Linked DNA regions of Mus musculus: regions 1, 2, 4, 5, 6 and 7 are each linked to region 3. A link is a contact called in public Hi-C, HiChIP or PLAC-seq and promoter capture Hi-C data. All regions are on one chromosome and are shown on one strand. Each heading gives the region's core, a stretch centred on a gene start, on an enhancer-like site or on the middle of the called end of the contact. The rest is flanking DNA. Distances are from core to core; before and after follow the strand shown. Region 1 overlaps Rngtt (RNA guanylyltransferase and 5'-phosphatase). Region 2 overlaps Rngtt (RNA guanylyltransferase and 5'-phosphatase). Region 3 holds the start of Akirin2 (akirin 2). Region 4 overlaps Rngtt (RNA guanylyltransferase and 5'-phosphatase). Region 5 overlaps Rngtt (RNA guanylyltransferase and 5'-phosphatase). Region 6 overlaps Rngtt (RNA guanylyltransferase and 5'-phosphatase). Region 7 overlaps Rngtt (RNA guanylyltransferase and 5'-phosphatase).

The links. Promoter capture Hi-C pulls out the DNA fragments that hold promoters and counts their contacts. A called contact is a pair of places that touch in the nucleus more often than the background predicts. HiChIP or PLAC-seq counts read pairs in DNA pulled down with a chosen protein or histone mark.
Region 1: a contact with region 3 is called in a promoter capture Hi-C map of pre-B cells, with 6 times the contacts expected there. The contact joins the enhancer-like site here to the promoter of Akirin2 in region 3. A contact is called at or near these places in 8 of 39 promoter capture datasets (the 3T3-L1 cell line, the C10 cell line, HPC-7-derived erythroid cells and 4 more) and 13 of 115 datasets of contacts at active chromatin or transcription factors (the 230-238 cell line, the NIH/3T3 cell line, the SCID.adh cell line and 8 more).
Region 2: an H3K4me3 HiChIP or PLAC-seq map of stem cell-derived neural progenitor cells shows a contact between it and region 3, with 5 times the contacts expected there. The contact joins the enhancer-like site here to the promoter of Akirin2 in region 3. A contact is called at or near these places in 10 of 39 promoter capture datasets (the HPC-7 cell line, cranial neural crest, embryonic stem cells and 5 more) and 9 of 115 datasets of contacts at active chromatin or transcription factors (the 230-238 cell line, astrocytes, differentiating embryonic stem cells and 5 more).
Region 4: an H3K27ac HiChIP or PLAC-seq map of embryonic stem cells shows a contact between it and region 3, with 13 times the contacts expected there. The contact joins the enhancer-like site here to the promoter of Akirin2 in region 3. A contact is called at or near these places in 14 of 39 promoter capture datasets (the 3T3-L1 cell line, 3T3-L1-derived adipocytes, the C10 cell line and 8 more), 1 of 15 datasets of contacts at CTCF or cohesin (large pre-B cells), 5 of 484 Hi-C or Micro-C datasets (B cells, CD4 T cells, liver and 2 more), 16 of 115 datasets of contacts at active chromatin or transcription factors (the 230-238 cell line, T-cell acute lymphoblastic leukemia, astrocytes and 9 more) and 2 of 9 other capture datasets (embryonic stem cells and macrophages).
Region 5: a promoter capture Hi-C map of the HPC-7 cell line shows a contact between it and region 3. The contact joins the enhancer-like site here to the promoter of Akirin2 in region 3. A contact is called at or near these places in 15 of 39 promoter capture datasets (the 3T3-L1 cell line, 3T3-L1-derived adipocytes, the C10 cell line and 11 more), 18 of 115 datasets of contacts at active chromatin or transcription factors (the 230-238 cell line, the SCID.adh cell line, acute myeloid leukemia and 13 more) and 1 of 9 other capture datasets (embryonic stem cells).
Region 6: a promoter capture Hi-C map of the HPC-7 cell line shows a contact between it and region 3, with 10 times the contacts expected there. The contact joins the enhancer-like site here to the promoter of Akirin2 in region 3. A contact is called at or near these places in 12 of 39 promoter capture datasets (the 3T3-L1 cell line, the C10 cell line, the HPC-7 cell line and 6 more), 14 of 115 datasets of contacts at active chromatin or transcription factors (the 230-238 cell line, the NIH/3T3 cell line, acute myeloid leukemia and 9 more) and 2 of 9 other capture datasets (adipose tissue and pancreatic islet).
Region 7: a Hi-C map of Th1 cells shows a contact between it and region 3, with 5 times the contacts expected there. The contact joins the enhancer-like site here to the promoter of Akirin2 in region 3. A contact is called at or near these places in 6 of 39 promoter capture datasets (cranial neural crest, embryonic stem cells, liver and 2 more), 1 of 484 Hi-C or Micro-C datasets (Th1 cells) and 15 of 115 datasets of contacts at active chromatin or transcription factors (the 230-238 cell line, the NIH/3T3 cell line, the SCID.adh cell line and 12 more).

The regions. Positions count from the first base shown.
Region 1 is chr4:33,445,724-33,448,423 of GRCm38.p6, reverse strand. All of the region lies in intron 14 of Rngtt (RNA guanylyltransferase and 5'-phosphatase), which reads right to left. Among named protein-coding and RNA genes, the nearest start is that of Mir8118, 9.0 kb to the right of the region's middle. Within about 2 kb of position 1,338, at least 40 of the 459 cell types and tissues checked have an H3K27ac peak or open chromatin away from gene starts, as enhancers often do. A contact at or near this core is called in the NIH/3T3 cell line, the SCID.adh cell line, epiblast stem cells and 1 more, where this site is marked.
Region 2 is chr4:33,497,333-33,500,032 of GRCm38.p6, reverse strand. It overlaps Rngtt (RNA guanylyltransferase and 5'-phosphatase), which reads right to left. Exons shown (of 16, transcript NM_011884.3): 15 at 959-1,082. Among named protein-coding and RNA genes, the nearest start is that of Gm52726, 11 kb to the left of the region's middle. Within about 2 kb of position 1,377, at least 22 of the 459 cell types and tissues checked have an H3K27ac peak or open chromatin away from gene starts, as enhancers often do. A contact at or near this core is called in stem cell-derived neural progenitor cells, where this site is marked.
Region 3 is chr4:34,549,115-34,552,042 of GRCm38.p6, reverse strand. It overlaps Akirin2 (akirin 2), which reads right to left and starts at 1,428. Exons shown (of 5, transcript NM_001007589.3): 1 at 770-1,428. The coding sequence starts at 998.
Region 4 is chr4:33,376,344-33,379,043 of GRCm38.p6, reverse strand. All of the region lies in intron 11 of Rngtt (RNA guanylyltransferase and 5'-phosphatase), which reads right to left. Among named protein-coding and RNA genes, the nearest start is that of Mir8118, 60 kb to the left of the region's middle. Within about 2 kb of position 1,258, at least 19 of the 459 cell types and tissues checked have an H3K27ac peak or open chromatin away from gene starts, as enhancers often do. A contact at or near this core is called in differentiating embryonic stem cells and embryonic stem cells, where this site is marked.
Region 5 is chr4:33,418,572-33,421,271 of GRCm38.p6, reverse strand. All of the region lies in intron 13 of Rngtt (RNA guanylyltransferase and 5'-phosphatase), which reads right to left. Among named protein-coding and RNA genes, the nearest start is that of Mir8118, 18 kb to the left of the region's middle. Within about 2 kb of position 1,416, at least 5 of the 459 cell types and tissues checked have an H3K27ac peak or open chromatin away from gene starts, as enhancers often do. A contact at or near this core is called in the HPC-7 cell line, where this site is marked.
Region 6 is chr4:33,336,625-33,339,452 of GRCm38.p6, reverse strand. Rngtt (RNA guanylyltransferase and 5'-phosphatase) reads right to left here. Exons shown (of 16, transcript NM_011884.3): 7 at 1,481-1,590; 8 at 361-462. Among named protein-coding and RNA genes, the nearest start is that of Rngtt, 28 kb to the right of the region's middle. Within about 2 kb of position 1,267, at least 102 of the 459 cell types and tissues checked have an H3K27ac peak or open chromatin away from gene starts, as enhancers often do. A contact at or near this core is called in the HPC-7 cell line, the NIH/3T3 cell line, differentiating embryonic stem cells and 2 more, where this site is marked.
Region 7 is chr4:33,465,981-33,468,816 of GRCm38.p6, reverse strand. All of the region lies in intron 14 of Rngtt (RNA guanylyltransferase and 5'-phosphatase), which reads right to left. Among named protein-coding and RNA genes, the nearest start is that of Mir8118, 29 kb to the right of the region's middle. Within about 2 kb of position 1,581, at least 93 of the 459 cell types and tissues checked have an H3K27ac peak or open chromatin away from gene starts, as enhancers often do. A contact at or near this core is called in the NIH/3T3 cell line, Th1 cells, epiblast stem cells and 1 more, where this site is marked.

The sequences.
Region 1 (2,700 bases), core at 89-2,588, 1.1 Mb after region 3:
TTGTAAGTTCATTTCATATGTAACAATCAGGCTTTGCTTTTTCCTAGAGCTACTAGATCTTCTGCTGAGAAAGGCAGACAGGTTTGCCTTGCTAGCAGACTTTATAGTAAAGACTAAACAAGTTTCAAAAGTAATTTTTTTTACTATTCCTTTATTTAAAAGAACTTGCTTTGCAATGACTGCTCTCAATAATAATTACTTGTGTCTCGGATAAACAACTAGATGAAATTAAAAGGCTTTACATATATTTAAGTTCTGAGGCCCTAAGAAAGTGTTATAAGGCATGTAAAGGTCTGAGGACGTCAAAGTGTAAGTAATTCTGAGTGTCTAAGAAACTGTTTTAAGGTATGTAATACAAGTTGTAGAAGCATAAGAAAGACTTAAGTAATAAGAATGTTTCAGATTTCCTCCCTCCTCTTTATGCTATTGTTATATTAAGGTTTCTAAATGTCAGAGTTTTAGCCTTGATCAGTGAAGTTTGGTAAGCTGGTAAGCACTACTACTACTATCAATCACAAGCTCAAGATTTCACTTTTCCTTTTGTTACCTTCAAAGTACAGACTTAAAAGAGCTTCTCCAGGGCTGGAGAGATGGTGCAGTGGTTAAGAGCACTCACTGACTGCTTTTCCAAGAGGTCCTGAGTTCAATTCCCAGCAACCCCATGGTGGCTCACACCATCTGTAATGGGGATCTGATGCCCTCTTCTGACGTGTCTGAAGACAGAGACAGTGTACTTACATACATGAAATAAATAAATAAATAAATCTTTTAAAAAGTGCTTCTCCTCAAGCTAAAAACACCTCTGTCCAATCCATACAAATCCAACTCTCTGGACAGAGAAAGGAATTTCCATGCTTTTTAAGTCAGGACATAGCTTTTGCTATGACACAAAGGCACGAGTCTACTCCAGCTGTTTTACAGAGACACCTGTTAGCTGCTTTCTCCACACTGTAGATTTTAGTACAGGTTACAAACAGTGGTAATGCTATTATAGCTAGAACTTTTATTTCTTTGTAAACTAAAAAATGTATGTAAGCTTCAAGGAGTTGAGGAAACCATACAAGTTGGAACCACCTCTCACAGGTCAAACAGACTCCAGATAAGTACAGGCTAAGTTTCCTACCTTCCCTACCTGCTCGCTCCTGGGGGGGTGATTGTGCAAGCCTCCCCTCCTTGGGACACCTCCCTCCTCCAACTACAAGGACTATCGGCCTGAAAGTTCCAAATGTAAGACTTTCCTTTATATTCCTAAACTAACTTCTGTGCCCAGTCTATATCCATCTCAGCAGATTTCCACTTGGCTGACAGACACCATGCAGAAAACAGCTGCTGACCACAAACTGTTCCACATGGATGCCAGGATGTATGCCTGCCCCAACTGGGCAAAGGCAGGAAGAACAAGGGCATGTCTAATCGTGGAACTAACAGTTTGTAGCCATTCTACGGTAATTCCTGAGTATAGACCTGACCAGTATCTGTCACCCTGGCCAGCATTTAATAAAGCTTACTTCAAATTTGGCTCAAAAATTTATGGTAGTGGTCTTACTCTTAACCAGTGGGATTAACAAAACATTAACAAAGTTACAATAACAAATAAAAAGAAAAAGTTCAAATCTTCCCTTTTATTGCTGCCTTGCTATTTTTTTTTCCATTGCCCTCCCTCTCTGGTGTGTATTTAATGTGTATGTGGGGCAGGAGAGACACACACGTTCAAATATGGAAGTATGCTCTCCTATGTGCCATAGCACACATATGAAGGTAGAGGTGTCACTTTCCACACATGGTGCCTATGTTTGCAGTTGAGTACTCTGCCTCTCATCTCGCCATGAGCACTGGATTATACACAACCTAGCATACCCAGCTTTCTGTGGTGCTGCAGATCCAAACTCAGGGCCCTCACACTCACACAGGAAGTGTTTCACCTGCTGAGTCATCTCCCAGCCCCATTTTTTCTTTCATTTCTTACAACAATGCTAACTAGAATTACTCACCTCTTACAAATGATTTCACTATTTATGTGTCTAGGTACCCACAGAGGCCAGAAGAGAGGCTGGATCTGCTGCAGCCAGAGGCATAGCTAGTTACGAGCTGCCCGAGTGCTAGGAACCACACTCTAGTCCTCTGCAATCTCTCAAGCCCACTTGATCAATTCTTAACTAATATTGTTATGGAAACAGTTTTGACAAAAGACTGAATGCTCCCTTCAGGATAGGAAGATGTCCAAGGATATCTGCTCTAAACATTACTGTTCAGCTTGGCGTTATAGACTGCAGTCAGAACAATGAAGACACTGCAGTGAAATGCACCCAAGATCAGACAAGGATAGCCTTTTTCAGTGGATCACATAATTACGTAGAGAAATGCTATAAAATCTACAAAAATCACTATAAGAACCAATAATTGACTGTAATAATACTATAGAATTCAAAGTCAACATGTTTAAAATCATCTTTTGTACATTAGCAATAAACATTCAGAAACTGAAATAAAAATACTTTTATAATAGTATCAAAAATATAAAATACAGATGCTTATGCATTGTAAAACTATGCAAGATCACCAAAACAAGAAAATATCACTGGGAGACATTAAAGCTGGATTAAATAGAGAGATGCATCTTGCTTGGTGAACTAAATGACCCTATATTATTAAAATCTACCTGCCTTTCTTCCTCTCCTGGGAAGCAAATCCAGCAACTCA
Region 2 (2,700 bases), core at 128-2,627, 1.1 Mb after region 3:
ATGAAAATCTGTATTTAATTAAAACTTCTATGCAGGAAAGTATACTACAGTTTTTAAGTCATTCTGTCAGAAAGATGGCCATTCTGTGAAATACAACAATAATAGCCAATGCCACTATAGAATAGGAAGTTTTCATGGTAGCTTCCATCCATATTGTTATTTTAATCATTTAGGTGAAGAACATATAATAAAATAGCCTAATAAACAAAACATCTTTTCTTGAGTAATCAAAAAAAAAAAACCAATTTTCTCATTTTATGATATTTTATTTGTTTGTTTTGGGAAAGAGGGAGAAAAGAATGGAATGAACTCATCTTGTCTGAGCATAGATGTTACTTCCAAAAAAGGTCCCTGAATGTGAAACAGTATCTTTTAAAATGAAAGAGTGAACTGGCTGCCTCTCTCCTCTTCCTGCTTCTCAGGATCCTGATCGCCACCAGCAGTGGACACTGGACAAGTGAGCCGCCGCCCACTGCACTGATCTAGCCTTTTATAAACCGCCTCTACTGTCAGTACATCTGAAACATGGAGATGACTCCAAGGCATTCACACCACAGCCAAAGAGCATTCTGAAGGATAGCAGGGCAGTTCTTATGTTTTACAGTTTTCATTTACTTTCTCTCCATTGTTTGTAAAGTTATTTTAGGAGCTAGAAATTACATTTTTCCCTTGCTAATTCTGCTTCTTACCCATCTGGCAAACAATTGTTTTAATAGTTTTGAATAGAACAGAAATTATCATGGCTTTTTTTTTTTTTTAACAATTCATTAAGTTAATCTAGTATGCAACCATCACCCTTCCCTCTTTTGCCCTTTCGGGCACACAGGGCAGCTCTTTAGCAACTAACAAGGTCCAGGCCTGACTACCTAACCCATTATTCAGGACAGCATCAACAGGACATGTGGTCTTTGACGACATAATTTTCTGAACTTACTGTATTGGTCACTCTCATACTCACCCATGGCTGTGTTGTAGGCATTTGGGAAACTTTTGTCTATCCTCTGTCTCATGAAGACCCAGCTATTGTTCTCAAATTTGCATTCTATAATTTTGTTGTCATACTGTTTTAGTTCTTTTGTCACCTGTTTTAAAAGAGAATTGATGAAAATATTTTAAATCATTTGAAAGGCTTTTTGCTTCTACTATGTGACAGACACATTAGGAAATGCCAAAAACACCTCAGTAATTCTTCAAGCGGAGCTCTTTGTCATCTGAAGTGTCTAATCAAGCCTGAAGATATGGTGCACACTCCCAGTACACATGCTCATGTATCTGACACTTCAGAGTTGTGAAAATGGCTGTCAATATATAGCAATTAAAAGAAGCTAAGCAGAAAGCAGCCACTTCTGGGCCAAATGCAAATATGTTACCATGGGGACAATGCCTTCAATCCTGTCTGTGTTTCTGTGGCTTTCAGACAATGAGTTCACTGCTTAGGGTTCACCAACTTTCAGAAAGATCTCATCATGTAGATTCCTATGCCACCCCCACCCCCCATTATCTTTATTATAGGTAAAAAGCTACATAAAAATAAATACTAGGATCGAATCAGTCAGTTTTTAAATCCAAACTTACTCCTCGGGCTATTTTCCCCTTTCATTCTTGCAGAGAGTATAGATTTAGAAAGGAAACTATGCTGACTTTAGCTGGTGTGTTTCTTGGCTTCTTTACCTCAGATGATTGAATATGGATTACAACATACTCTATCAAAGCCACCAAGTATCCATGGTAACTATGGTACGTCTGAGAAGATATTCCATCAGGCTAGGAGGATGGTTTTCATAAAAGGAACCTAAAGCTTATCTCTGCACTTTTCCAATCAAATGCCAGTCATGGTAATATTTGAATTCTGTCTTCATCCTTCAGAACTAACAACACACACTCTCTTACAATATGGTAGATTGTAATCACTAAACTTCATTAGCATTATTTGAAATGCTCTCATTTTCTGCCCACATATTCACTACCACCTAGGAAGATGAAGAGATGCAAATTTTTAGAAGCTGCTTTCAATTTAGATTAGTCAGGGTGTGTCTTCATAAAAACTTTCCAATTGTCTTTCCTCTAGATGAATATTGCATTTGATTGGATGGATCATTTGCATTTTCAACAGGTCTAATAACTGGTCCAAAACCAAGGTCTACAGGCCCAGGCTCTGTAAACTTAACCCCTCTACAGATGCTCTCTGTACTGCCTGCTCTAGTTGATATATATATATATAAAATGTATATATATATATATATACACACACATATATACATATATATGTATACATATATATATTCAGAATATCCATATATATTTATATATATCAGCATGTCCCCAAATTCCTGATTTTTCAGTTTTAATTTTCCATGTACTATGAGATCATAGGTATATGCTATTAAATCTATCTTGAGGCGGGTTGGGGGGGACGCTATTTTGCTAGTTCCTGTGATCTACTTGTCTGTGTCAGTGATCAAGTGTGCTATTTAAAGCACTGGAGCTTTGCAATAGAGGCCAGGGGTGTGAGGCCTGCGACTTTGCTATTTGTCAGCTAAGTGAATTCCTTAAGAGTCCATGTGAATGCTAGCACAGCTTTTTCTACTTCTACAAAAGACACTGTTAGGGTTTTGTTCCGTTTATGCAGGATCTCAAGACTGCTGTTAAGTTCTATGGATATTCTGATAACATTCTCTCCTGAGCCATGACTACTCAAAA
Region 3 (2,928 bases), core at 179-2,678:
CATCCGGCAGACACTTTGAGAAAATGTTTCAAGACTTCAAGTCTGAAGTCCACTGGAATCTTGATTTATTCGTTACTCTCGAGGCTAGGTTGTTTTCTCCCAACATACTTCATTGGGATAACTAAAGCATTTACAAATAAACTAGTCAGTCTCAATTTGAAGTACACCTTCCTTTTCATTAAAAGTTCAGGATCTCTTAAGGACTGGACGCATAGTGAGATCACATTACAGTACTCGGGAAGAACATTTGCTTTGTTGTTGACCCTGCTAGGGAAACAGGTCTTGACTCAGCCAAAGTGGCGTTCTTGTGGGTGATTAATGACAGGCCTACAACTCGCCCCAGTGACATCCATCCCCCTCCAAACCCCACCCCTTCTATACTAAAACCAGCCAAGTCTAAAATGGAGGAGGGGCTGCCTTCTCGCCTCAAACCACTCAGTCACTGAGTTAATAGCTGCAACCAATCGATTCAGCCCAAGAGACCCGGAGATTCGGGTGAAATGTGACCCTTCTCTCGCCTGACTTATGAATAATATCACCCTCTCTGATCATTTCCGCTGGGGCTCTACATAAGGAAACGATTCTAGGGATCTAGCCCCAAATGATCTGCCTCACAATGAGGGACCCCCACAATGCCGGCCAACCCGACTCGTACCCACCCAACCTGCCGACACCACCCCCACCTCGGTTCAGGCCCTTCCTTCCCTTTGTGTCCGCACCCAAGCTCCCGGCCGCAGCCCACCCCGGCAGCCCCGGGGCCGAGGCCCACCTGTGGTGAGCCGGGAAGAGACGTCGCCGAAGGGGGAAGGCTCCATCCGGAGATACTTCTGCGGCGAGGCGGCCGCGGCCGAGGCGGCGGCGGCGGCGGTGGCGGCGGCAGGGGAGGCGGCAGCCGAAGCCGGCGCCGACAAAGGCGCGCACCGCCTCCGCTTCGGAGATGCGGGGCTCAGCAGCGGGTCGAAATCCAGAGTCCTTTTCAGAGTGGCTCCGCACGCCATGGTGGCGGGCGGCCGAGGCTCGGCTCGGGCGGGGCCGGGAAGGACGGGGGCAAACGGGCCCTCCGAGGTGCCCGGTGGGTGTGGGGCCCGGGACGGCGGAGCCGCGACAGGGCAGGCGGGCGAGGCGCGAGGGTCGCGCCGCCGGCTCGGGGCCGCTCCCGAGAGGCCGGGCCGCCCCCGCCGTGCGCTCGGGCTGAGCGCGCCGGGGCTCCTGCGCGGAGACCCGCTCCCTTCGGAAGTGGACCCGGCCAGTGGCGCGACCCAGACGCGATCTCCGACACGCCGGTGCAGACGGAAGCTCGTGAGTGGCGGCCACGCGCGGGAGCTGCGAGGTAGCCCGGCCGTACAGAGCTAAGCAATGCACTCGACCCTCTCTTCTCCACGGAACAACTCTGCCACCCGCCGCCGGCCCCAATATGGCGTCAATAACAACGCCGCCGATTCAAATCCTGCGGCCCCAGGGCGCCTGCGCACCGGGGGCGGGCCCGCCAGAGTGCATTCTGGGATTTGTGGGGTTTCGTGAAGGGCAGGGATCGGCCTGAAAGGCGGTTACCCAGAAGTCACAGAAACTACGACTCCCGTCATCCAAGGCGCACGATCCCAAGTTCCGGGTTGGAATTTAAATACCCCCTCATAAGTAAGAGAGTTTAAAAAAAAAAAAAAAAAAAAAAGACCTAAGGAAGAGAAAGGAGAGCCTGTGAGACAGTGGGGAAGAGGAAGCGAACCCATTGGAAAAGCAAGCTAAGCACTTTAGAGACCCTGTGAAGATTTGGCATAGTGACTTAAACGGGATATAACAAAGAGCCAGTCTAATATTTGGAGAGAGATTAATTTAGCTGTCAGGAGCGCCAAAAAACCAAATCTGTCACATGGAGGAGATAGGAAATAATGAAAACACCAATTTGGGTCCTCGAGACAGAACGACAGTAATAATATCAGATTACAGGATCTTTGAAGTCTGTGCTTTGCGCTTCCCAGATAGGTACTTGTTTGCTTATTAAATTCTGCATAGCTGAAAAGGAGCACAAAGTCAATTGTTTACTATGAGCAGAGAGCGATCAACACCAGAAATTTGTTGAGTTTGGAAGGCTGGGTGGGGTCTAGGGAAAGGCAAGCAAATAAATGCCTAGGGAGCAGGACCCATCTTTATTAGCAAAGTGGGAAGAAATATTTCTAAAATTTGTTTTTTCATCAACTATCTAAAATAGGGATCGACTACAGCACTGATGAAGTAATTTATGTAGATACTTTATATCTTCTGCCTGTGGATGCTAGCTCTCCACCAAGATTATAAGTATTAATACGCCTAATGCTCACTCTTTTCTGCTTACTCAGAAATCAACATATGTGGCTGCTTTATAGTTGTTTTGGACAATACCTCTCTATATATCCATTTGTTTAGAATTGTTCACCACCACAAAGATCAGCTTTCTTGATCACACTGTATAAGCAACTCTGTCACACTTATTTTAATTTAGAATATAGTTCTTAGAAAGTATCTTTTGAGAAAGACCAGCATTCTATGAAACAGTCACTTAACTAAGACTTGTACTAAGGATGTGTTTATTAAATTATAAAAACTCCAGGAAATCTGTTATTGTGCTGAAACTGACTGGACGTTCATACTTTATGTAAGAGCAGAATAAGAAAAGTTCTTGACTTTTTTTTTTCCTTTGGAGATAAGATCTGATATCAAATTCACTGGGTAGCCAAAGATGACCTTGAACTTTTGACCCTCCCACCTCTACCTCCTGAGAACTAAGGTTAAGATGATTGGCGTGTGCCATCATACATCGTTTATATATTGCCAGGGGTCAATCAAGCACCCTAGCAACTAAACAGCAGCCTCTCCTTTTGTCCACTAAGATTTGACCACAGGTGGCACGGAAGGTAAAAGGGAGCCACAAGACAGGACATTGAGATTGTGTGG
Region 4 (2,700 bases), core at 9-2,508, 1.2 Mb after region 3:
GTTTAAGTGGTTTACGGTTCAGGGCTCTGTTCTTTTTGCTCTTGGTCTTGGTTTTTGGAGGCAGGATCTCAAGTAGCCCAGATTGACCTCAAACTTCTATCGCCCTGCCTCCCTGTCACAGTGGCGAGATCACATGAGTGTTCCACACCCAGCTGAGTTTCAAGGCAGAAAGTTCTGGAGACAGACAGCTGGTGACGGTTGTACACTAACGCAAATGCACTTACTGTGACTAGACTAAATAGTTAACAAGATTAACAAGGCAAAGTTTACTGTAATGTTCTTAAAATTTCCCTCTGACTTTTCTTTGTTTTGTTTTGTTTCCCCTACATCAGCAAGTGAGCAGAGGTGGTAAACTCGAATTCCTGGAGCCATTACTATGCATTTTAGCCAAATTTTAGGACAGTTTAAAAATTCATACATTTTTCTTCAGTTCACTCTCAGATGAGGAAGAAATTTCACCTAAGTAAAACTTGATTATATATTAAACCTTTGACTCCTTATAAATAAAAATGAAAATAATCTCTGAAATACCATGAGTCAAGTATCTACTTACACTCATTCTGGACACTGAAAAACAGTATTACAATTTTGTTGAATACATATAACATATTCATCTTAGAGAAAATGAAATTCATTTTCATACTGATTAACACTAGGTACACAGACAGACAGACTGGCTGAGCCCAAATATTTATACATGATGGGAAAAGGTTAAAAGTAAATATATAACTTTGGTAATCCCTAAACTACCACACAGAAAGCTGTCCAATGTTCAGAACCTAAATAATGAACTTCTAGGAATTTAAGAATAAATTTTTAAAAATCAAAACAAACATTTTAAAGCATTTAGAACTAAGAACAAAATTATGGTAGAATGTTATGTGACAGATCACATTGAGAGAAAACTTTGGTGCATTAAATATCTAATTTAGAAATAAAAAGGCAGGGCAAGTGCTGTGTAAGTTTCTTGCAGACTGAAAGAAACATTCCACCCTGTAGGAAGTTCCTTAACCAGGGAGGTAAACAACTCAGAATAGTTTCACAAGTCCCAGAAACTGAGCAGATTCACTGCCCCTCCCTGCTACTCTAATGAAAGCCAAAATCCCTCACACAAAAGGAACCTAAGCTGCAAGGAAGGCTCTGAGAGGGAGAAAAACTGCAAAGACTGAGACCAGACCAGCTGCCTGGAACAAGCAGAGAGAGTGGAGCTGTCTAGAACAGGTTTAAACCAACTCAACCACTTAGAAAGAACATTCCCCAACCTGCTGAGCTGCCTGCAGGCTGTGCAGTATGCTCCAGGTTTCCCAGCTGTAAAGAGCTGCCTTCTATGTTGAGTGGGTGGGTTTAGTGAGACTGCTATCTTTTGCATCATTTCTGCTCCTGTAAGTAGCCCCTCACCCATATTTCCATGAGTAACCCCGGTAAAACTCATTGGTTCATTAAGTTAGACTTTGCTAGTATCCATACTTTGGTCTGATGTAGGCTCCCCATCTGGGGTGAATAGACATGTGTTATGTCTCCCCAAGAAAAGTTTTGTCACACAACAGGGAAAAGGAAAGGAAGGAGAGACAGCCAGGGCAACACACGCTTGTAGTCACAGCGCTTGGGATGCTGGGGTAGGAAGATGACAAGTTTGAGACCAGCCTAGGCTTCAGTGCAACTTCAAGGCTAGTCCATGATACCCAGTAATAAATCAACAGAAGATGGATGGACAGTCAGACGGACAGAAGGAGGCAGGCAGGGTAGCAGCATATTTATAATCCTACATGCTGGAAGGCTAAGCAGGAATATCACAAATTGGAGGCCAGCCTGGCTTACATGGTAAGATCCTTAGCAGAAAGGAGGAGAAAAGGAAGGCAGAAAAAAACTGGAGTCATGAATCAATGACCTCAATTTCTACTAGAAAATAAGAATTCCAACAAATTTAAGAACTGTGATTCTAAAAAACAACAGTCATTTGGGAAAACTAAGCAAGCTCAATGAGAATGATCTCTTTCCCTCATTTCTAGTCCTCATTCAAGAAAACAGCTGTGTACCTCACAGGATGATTTAAAAGGCAAATAAACAAAAAGTGATTTTTTTTTCTTTGAAACATCTCAGCAGTATCTTAAAGTACAAGTTATGACCAGGAAACAATAGGTTTTGCATTTTAAACGTTGATAGTAGGAATAGTCAGAAATAAGTTTTCAAAGTGACAGTATCAAATTGCAGAGAATGTCTCTGATGTGGCTCTTAGTGGAGTGCTTGCCCAGCAAGTGAGAAGGCTTGGTTCTCCCAACATTCAACCAGGCGTGGTCATCCATACCTATAAATCCTAGATCAGAAGTTCAATATCATCCTCAGTTATAGAGGGATTGAGGGCCAGTCTAGACTAGATAGATAATAGGTAGGTAGGCAGACAGGCAGACAGGTTATAAATGTATACCTATAAAGATTATATAGATTTTTTTTAAATAAAATAAAGTCACTCTAACAAAACTTCAAACTGGAGAAGACTGGTCCAAACAACAGAATGAAGATGCACACTAAGCATGGGTAGTCTTTGAAAGTAAGGCAGTACCCATAACAAGTACCAGAGTTAATGAGGAGACAAAAAAATGTTTTCAAGTTCAGATAATATTCTTCTAATAACTTAAATTTAAGGCACGATTTAAAGCTATTTTTAGAATTTTATTTCTATCATTATACTCCTAAGCAAAA
Region 5 (2,700 bases), core at 167-2,666, 1.1 Mb after region 3:
GCACACACATACAAAAATCTAAAATTTTTTGAATGTTACAAACATGGTAGATAGTCATCCAAAAAAATACCAAAAAAATATGTTCAATGTCAATGGTCTAAATACATCAATAAAAGAAAGACTGAATTAGAAAAAAAAAAAAATCAAGACTTATAACACTGTCTTTAAAAGAAATCACTTTAGCCAGGCAGTGTAGTGAATGCCTTTAAACCCAGCACACAGGAGGCAGAGACAGGAGGATCTCTGAGCTTAATGCCAACTTGTTCTTCTTAATAAGTTTTAAAACAGCCACCGTTACAGAGAAACTCTGTCTCAAAAAAAATCAAAAACCAAACCCCACCAAACCAAGACAGGGAGAAGATGAAAGCATTTTAAATATAAGATGCAAATAAATTAAAAATAAAAGGATAGGGCCACAAAATGGCATAGGGTGAAAGATTGTAAGGGCAGGCTTAATGATCCTCGCCTTTAGCTCGGCACCCATGAGCAGAGGCAAGTGGATCTCTGTGAGTCTATCTATCCTAATCCACATTGAGTTCCAGTACTGCCAGGGTTACAGAGAGAAAACCTGTCTCAAACAAACAAACAAACAAACATGTGTTGTACACGTTTGGCAAATTATGGTCAATCCCCAGAACTGGAGAAAACACACTCCATAAAAATTGTCCTCTGACCTGCATATGGTACATACATGTGCTCACGCACAGACAGACAGACAGACAGAAAGACTGTAGCTCTTGATGGGTCAACATAAAAACTAGCCAGTATACAGTGAGTAGAGGAAAATTTATAGCATTGAAATAATTTTTTGAAAATAACTAAAATTATTAAGTTTCCATCTTAGAACATTCTGGAGGTTAAATATGTCTTTAACCAATCAGAAGAAATAACAATTTCAACAGAAATTATAATGAAAGTATTAAGAGAAACAAGTCTACCATAATAAATGAAAGAAAAGTCATCACTACTGATCCCAAGGACAAAGAGATAATAAATGAATGTTGCTGGGCCCAAAACACGGCTAGGTCAATAAAGGTGCTTGCTGTACAAGCCAGGCTACCTTAGCTTGACCCCCAGAAACCATATAGAGATGGAAGGAGAAAATTATTTCCACAAAGTTGGCCCCTGATCTTAGACAAGACAGACAGACAGACACTAATTTTTAAAAGTTAATTAAGAATACTATAAAGGAAATGCAACTCAAACCCACAATTAGGAATTATTTCACCCACAAAGAATGGTTATCATCAACAACCCTAAAATTGATGAGGATATGGAAAAGGGGGAAACTCCTGTACATTGTTGGTAGAAATTTAGTTAGTAATATAGCCATAAAGGAAAACAGCATCAAGGCTGCTCTACAAAGTAAAAAGCAGAAGTAATACATGATGCAGCAATCCCATAAGTAAGTATATAATCAAAGGAAATGAATCATAGTATGTTGAACAGAGATCTGTCATTACATGCTCCCAGTGCAGCTCTGTTAATAACAGCTAAGAAATGGAGACAACCTAAACCTACATCAGCTGATGCATAAAGAAAGCGTGGTACATATGCAAATGAGATGCCATCCTGCCACTAATAAAAATGAAATCCCAGAGCTTCTCTCAACACTAATAGAAACAAAAATCACTATGCTAAGTAAAATAAACTAAGGACAAAAAGATAATATCACAAGATCTTACTCACAAATGCAATCTTAAAAAGTTGATCTTCTAGAAGTTGAGCTGGGCATGACCGTGCATGCCTAAAATCCCGGTACTTGGGACGCAGAGGCAGGAGAATTACTGTGAGTCTAAGGCCATGCTGGATTATATAGCTCAGGCCAGCTTGGGCTAAAGAGTAAAATCCTATGTCATAAGATTAAGAAATTGAGGGCTTAAGCAATGGCACCTGAAGATGTACGGCTGCCCATCAGATTCTGTTCCCAGGACACATGTAAACAGAGGAGGAGAGAACCTACTCCACAAAGTTGTCAACTGACTCCCAGACATGCGGCAAGACACATGCATGCACATGTCATCTGCATATTTATCCACTAATAATAAATAAAAAAAAATTTTTACAAAGATGTCATGCATAAGACACCTATTCTTTTTTTTTTTTTCTGTTTTTTTTTTTTCCCCCCCGAGACAGGGTTTCTCTGTATAGCCCTGGCTGTCCTGGAACTCACTTTGTAGACCAGGCTGGCCTCGAACTCAGAAATCCGCCTGCCTCTGCCTCCCAAGTGCTGGGATTAAAGGCGTGAGCCACCACGCCCAGCAATAAAAATTTTAAAGTAAAAAAAAAAGTTGAGAATAGAATCATGGTTAATAGAAGCTGAAGAAGGCTAGAAGGAGGGAGATATTAGGGAAAGCTGGCACGGGGTACTAAGTAATACAGTACTAAAAATACATCCTAGTGTTTTATTGCACAGTGAGGTATTACAGACAATAGTAATATATTACAGGTTTAAAAAAGCTAGGTAGGACAAAGGATTCTGAATGCTTTGATCATAAAATTAATGTCTGATGAAGCAGATAAGCTTACTCAGATTTGAACACATGAATCTATACATGGTCTGAAGTATCACATAATACCCCTAAATTATGAAAAACTTTATCAACTGAAAAACAGGTAGCATGTAAGTTTCCTTCTCTCCTTACATTCAAACAGCAGGGTGAGAAGAGAAACTATGAACTCCTGACTCCAAGTGAAATG
Region 6 (2,828 bases), core at 18-2,517, 1.2 Mb after region 3:
CAGTATAAACAGGTCTGATGGCTCATACCTTAACCCCTGCAATAGGACTGCTGCAGATTCAGAGTAGGTGAGGCTAGCCTAGGCTACAAAGAAATCCTTTCTCAAAAAGCTGTTAAAATTCATTTAGACGTATACAAAACTAACAGAAATCTGAAGCCAACTATTCAGCAGAACGAACTAAAACTGCTTATACAGCTTAGAATACCAATAAAATAAAAGCTATGTAATTTCTGAAACACATTTATTTTGCTGTTCAAGTCAGAAACTCAAGTCCTGAGGAACTCACTCTCCCTAATAATGCAATATTCATTCTTCAAGCATTAGTTATTTCTGTAATTATTTTTTAGTAGTGGAACTTACCGAGTGCCGTCTGCTTTCCAGCTTACTTTATAAGGCTTCTGCTCTAAAAGTCTAATATTTTGCTTGTCCATGGAGACAGGCTGTGCTCCAGGGAACCCAGACCTTAAAGAAAGAACATTAATTACTCTGTCATGGCTACAACTCATATAATGCAATCTTGTGTTAAACCAATCTCAAATGTCTCACATGTTGATCACAATGTTCTTCCTATCATGAGAGTAGTTTCAAATGGAGTAACATCAACTATCACAAAAGTTCTAACAGAAGACTATCATTCTCAGCCAGGAGTAGTGGTGCATACCATTAATCCTAACACTCAGGAAGGCAGAAGCAGGTAGATGTATGGATTCAAGGCCAGCCTGATCTACAGAGTGAGCTTCAAGACAGATACACAGTCTCAGGGGAAAAAAAGTTTAACAATTTCTTGACATTTTAAAATACAAGTTTACAATGGACTAAATTGCCACTGTTGTAATATAAATATTGGGCTAATTTAAGAATGTTATTATATAGGACTGGAGAGGGAACTCAGTGGCTAAATGCCTGTTATGTAAAAAGGAAGTGTTAGGGTTTCCAGCACCCATGTAAAAGCCAAGCCTGGAAGCAAGTGCTATAATCCCAGCAGTAGGAGAGGGGAAGGGGCCAGGGGTGCCCTCGGGTCTGGTACTGTTAAGGTAATTAAGCTAAAATTCAAGCTTTTCTCTGAAGTATGAGACACACCTGCCCCAGGCTGTGAAGTATAAAACACACCTGCTTTGCCCTTCAGGTCATGCGTACTAAATTTGAGGGGAAGCACAGTGCAAGCAGAGGTGGACACTGGGAGTCTTCCCCTGTTATTCTCCACTGGTAAGATCAGTCTGACATTAGTCAGCAGCAGCAGACACAAAGGGATCAAAGAAAAACTCTGCTGACAACAGCAGTGCTGCATTCTCCAGGAAGAGCTGAGTCATAGGACCCTGACTCAGCATGACCTTTACAGATTTCCTTGAAAAAACCTGAAATCCTCTTAAGCCCTCAATGTTCACACTAACTTTAAGAAGCAAAAATGCCCAATTAATGTCTGCATTAGCTGTGTTACACAAAGAATAAATTTTATTTAAAACTTGAAAATACTTCTTACCCTTCCCAGCCACAGAACTGATGACATTTCTGCTGCACCTCTCCTAACTTGGGTTGAGTTGTTACTTGAGTTACACCTTTAACAGTTATGCCTTCCAAGAAAATAGCTCCCTTTAAAGAAAAGAGGAAAAAATTACAATAAATATATAAGTGTGTATAAGTCTATACACACACATATAATTAGAGGACAAACATATTTACAAAGAAATAAATCAATTTATTCTCACAAACCTAAGAAGATTCATATTAAACAGAAACAATTTATTTTCACAAGCCTAGGAAAATTCATATTAAACAGAAACAGTCTGTCCACCTGCTGTACTAGTGACATCTATAACCTACCAGTTACAGAGGGGGCTCAGGCAAAGAGATTATAATTCTAAGGCTACCTTAGGCTATATAATAAGACCCAGTCTCAAAGCTAAAAAAAACAAATGGTGTACTCTAGGAAAGTCTATAAAATCTTCTAGGCTTGGGTTTTTATACTTTTTAAAACTAAAACATTAGTCTAAATGTATACTAAATTAGTTTCAGGTACAAAGGGCTACTGCCAGTAGTATCAATAAAACTATATAACAACTTTGGCTAATAAAGAGTAAGAAAATCTGGTCTACAAGTTGCAAAGTTCAACCTTCTGGCCAAGACTTGGCAAGCAAGGCACTTGGGAAGAGGAAGAAAAATATTACAAGTGATTTAGATAGATAGATAGATAGATAGATAGATAGATAGATAGATAGATAGATAGATAGACAGACAGACATCACTGTGTGGGAGCGGGGACTGAAGAGAAAGCCAACGGTTGAGAACACTGACTATTCTTGCAGAAGGACCCTGGTTTAATTCCAAGCAGCCACAGGGCAGCTCACAACTATCTGGAACTCCAGTCCCAGGGCATCCAACACCATTTCATACTCCCATGGACACAAGACATACAAGTGTTACACACACATACATGCAAGCAAAAGACATGCAAGTGTTACACATACATGCAAGCAAAACACTCATACACATAAAATAAATCTTTAAAAAGAAAACACACTTCTAGTATCAGCTGTGATGATACCTGTCATTCCAGCACTATGGTAGCTGAGGCAGGAAGTCCACAAGTTTAAGACCAGCCTGGGCTACACAGTAAGTTTGAGGCTAGCTAGGCTATATACTGACAGCCTATCTAAAAAGAACTTTTAAAAATCAGTTGTTTAATAAGGCTCTTTCTAGCATTAGAAACTAAATACCAAAAATATATTCTAAAAGCAAAGCTCTAAGACCTGTAATATACTGAGAATACTCAAGTTGTGTCAATATCCCTGTAAAATTATCTTAAATATGCCCAGCTGTGCCTTGTACCC
Region 7 (2,836 bases), core at 332-2,831, 1.1 Mb after region 3:
TGGGGAGGGCCCATTGTGGGTGATACCATCTCTGGGCTGGTAGGCTTGGGTTCTATAAGAGAGCAGGCTAAGCAAGCCAGGGGAAGCAAGCCAGTAAAGAGCATCCCTCCATGGCCTCTGCATCAGCTTCTGCTTCCTGACCTGCTTGAGTTCCAGTCCTGACTTCCTTTGGTGATGAACAGCAGTATGGAAGTGTAAGCTGAATAAACCCTTTCCTCCCTACTTGCTTCTTGGTCATGTTTGTGCAGGAATACAAACCCTGACTAGGACAGTATGTGAAGGGGATTCTGGCTGTGTCATGTAACACAGGCACACATGGTGTTTTGTTGAGGACTTGATGTTTGGAGAGAGTACACATAGAACTCAACAGACAGTGAAGGCTCGCTTGCACTGAGCTAGCTGTGCAACCATTAGTAGGTCCCATGCCTTTGCTGCTCTTCACTTTATTGAGAGAGGCACAGCAGAGAACTTCTCCTGGCTTTTAGGCTAGATCGTGACACTGCTGCTGATTCATGCCTGGTATCCTGACGACAGAGATTGGAATTGCCCCAATGAACTACTTCTAAACAGATCCACATCCCCTTGTCCTATTTACCATCTTTTCTCCCCTTCCTTTGGACAGGGGGTTAGAAGAAGGATTGAAGACATTGAGAACCCTTATTAAAAGTAGTTTTTAAAAATTTAAGCCTACAGGTATCAGTTGTGAGCTTTAACTATTGAATTTTACTTAGGATTTCCGTTATTTCGGAGAAAGGTAACTTCTAAAAATGCCTGGGGCTGGATCCAATAGTCTGGGACAGTTCATCAGTAACAGTGCAGTCCCATACAAGAGTACTTCCATTTCTTGTAGCTCCATCACTCTAGACATCTCCACTTAGTAACATCTGATGATACCATGTGCACTCCACTCCATTCATCCTTTTGCTAAGCCATCATCACTATGGGAACAGTAGTGCTTACAGCCTTTTGTATTGTCCTATCACCCTGTGCTATGCAACCAACCCACTCATTCTGAAACTTAAAGAACATCTGTTCCTTCTCTCTGCAACTCTTCTGTACTTCACTTTGCAGCTAAAACCAATAGTGAGTCATCAAACTAACTCCAAGAAACACTGGTGGAAAAACATTAAAACGTTTTAATTTCAACTGTGTTCATACTCAACTTTCAGCTAAAAAATGTGAAACTCTTTCACTGTACCAACCATAATTGACGTACCTTGTTGAAAGAAAATTCTGCAAATGGGATTAACTTCTGTTTTATGAACTAATTAATACTCAAATACACAGGGTATTTATTTATACATCTAATTTCCTACCAGCTGATTTTCAAAAAACTGAAATGCAATTCTAAACTGTTAAAACCTATGATAGCTTTGACATTAAGAGACAATTAAGGGTGTTGGAAACAGGAAACTGCAAGGCCAGGTTATGTTTAGATGACAACACGGCACTAATGTGGATATCAGGGATGAGTCAGCTAGAACACAGCTGGGACTGGACATGGGGTCTATGAGTCAGCATAAAATAGCTGATACCTGATGTCCAGGGAACCCCAAAGTAAAGAGTGATGTAATGTTATATAACTATTCTTGGCAGAGTGCCACATTTGTGTGATTCCCTATAAATGTGGCTTGAGGTCAGAGGGCAGAGACCTTTTCTGCTTTTGCCAGCCTTCTTGTGTGTGTTTATCTGCAGGCCTGTGTGTGTGCCTATGTCTGCCTGTGTGCCTGCCAACCAGCCTATACATTGGTGAATACCGTGGGTCTTATCTGCTCTCTTCACCTCACATAATCTTCAACCTCCAAATGTTCAGTGACCTTCCTCCTTTGCTGGCACTGAAATGCAGATCTCATTCATACCTAACACATTGAGCAGGATACAACTGTAGTGCAAAAACAAAACAAAACAACCAACCGAAACCCCCAAAACAAAACAACAAAACCCAAGCAGTGAACTGGACTCCTCAGCATTGGGAGAAGAGCAGAGGGACTGCTGAGAAAGGAAACTGCTGTTTCGACTGAAAGCTTTCTTGACAAGCTTGACTGTGAGATGACTCTGATGACTCTGAGAGCTTCAAGCTGAACGAGAAACTGAGAGCTGAGTATGTGATTTAGAGCGCGACTTCACTCACACCTTTGATCAAGAGAAATAACACATGAAGTTCAGGAGCACTGGCTTTTCAGCGCTGACGGTGAGGGAGATGAAGTTAGCCTCTATTACCACCTACCCTTTAAGCAGTGCCTCCTTGTCCCAAGACCACTAAATGGAGAGTCACTAATGGGTGATGAATGGAGTAAAGCAACATGCACATGGTATGTGGATCATCAGATATTACTAAGTGGAGATGAGATGTCTAGAGTGATGGAGCTATACGAAATGGAAGTACTCTTGTATGGGACTGCACTGTTACTAATGAACTGTGTCAGACTAAATGGAAAATCATTAATCACCAACTAACCAGCTGGTATAGGTTGATGATGGTGAACTACCAGAGACTGAATAAAGGAAATTCCTACATGGACTTAATACAGATAGTCCAAGAGTAAAAATGCACAAGTCAGTTAATAAATCAGTCTCTCAAGAATGACAGACAGACAGACCCAGACACCCAGACACACACCCAGACACACACCCAGACACACACCCAGACCCAGACCCAGACCCAGACCCACACACACAGTGCCAGGCTCTCCCACAGGTCATTTGAGAAGCACTGTATGTCCTGTGTTAAAACAATAGACCTCAGTGCTCAGAGCTGCAGTGTGCTCCCCCATGGCCTATTACTTGGCAAGGCTACCATAGGCGGGGCTCGCAGCACTCTCCAAATGTAAACAAG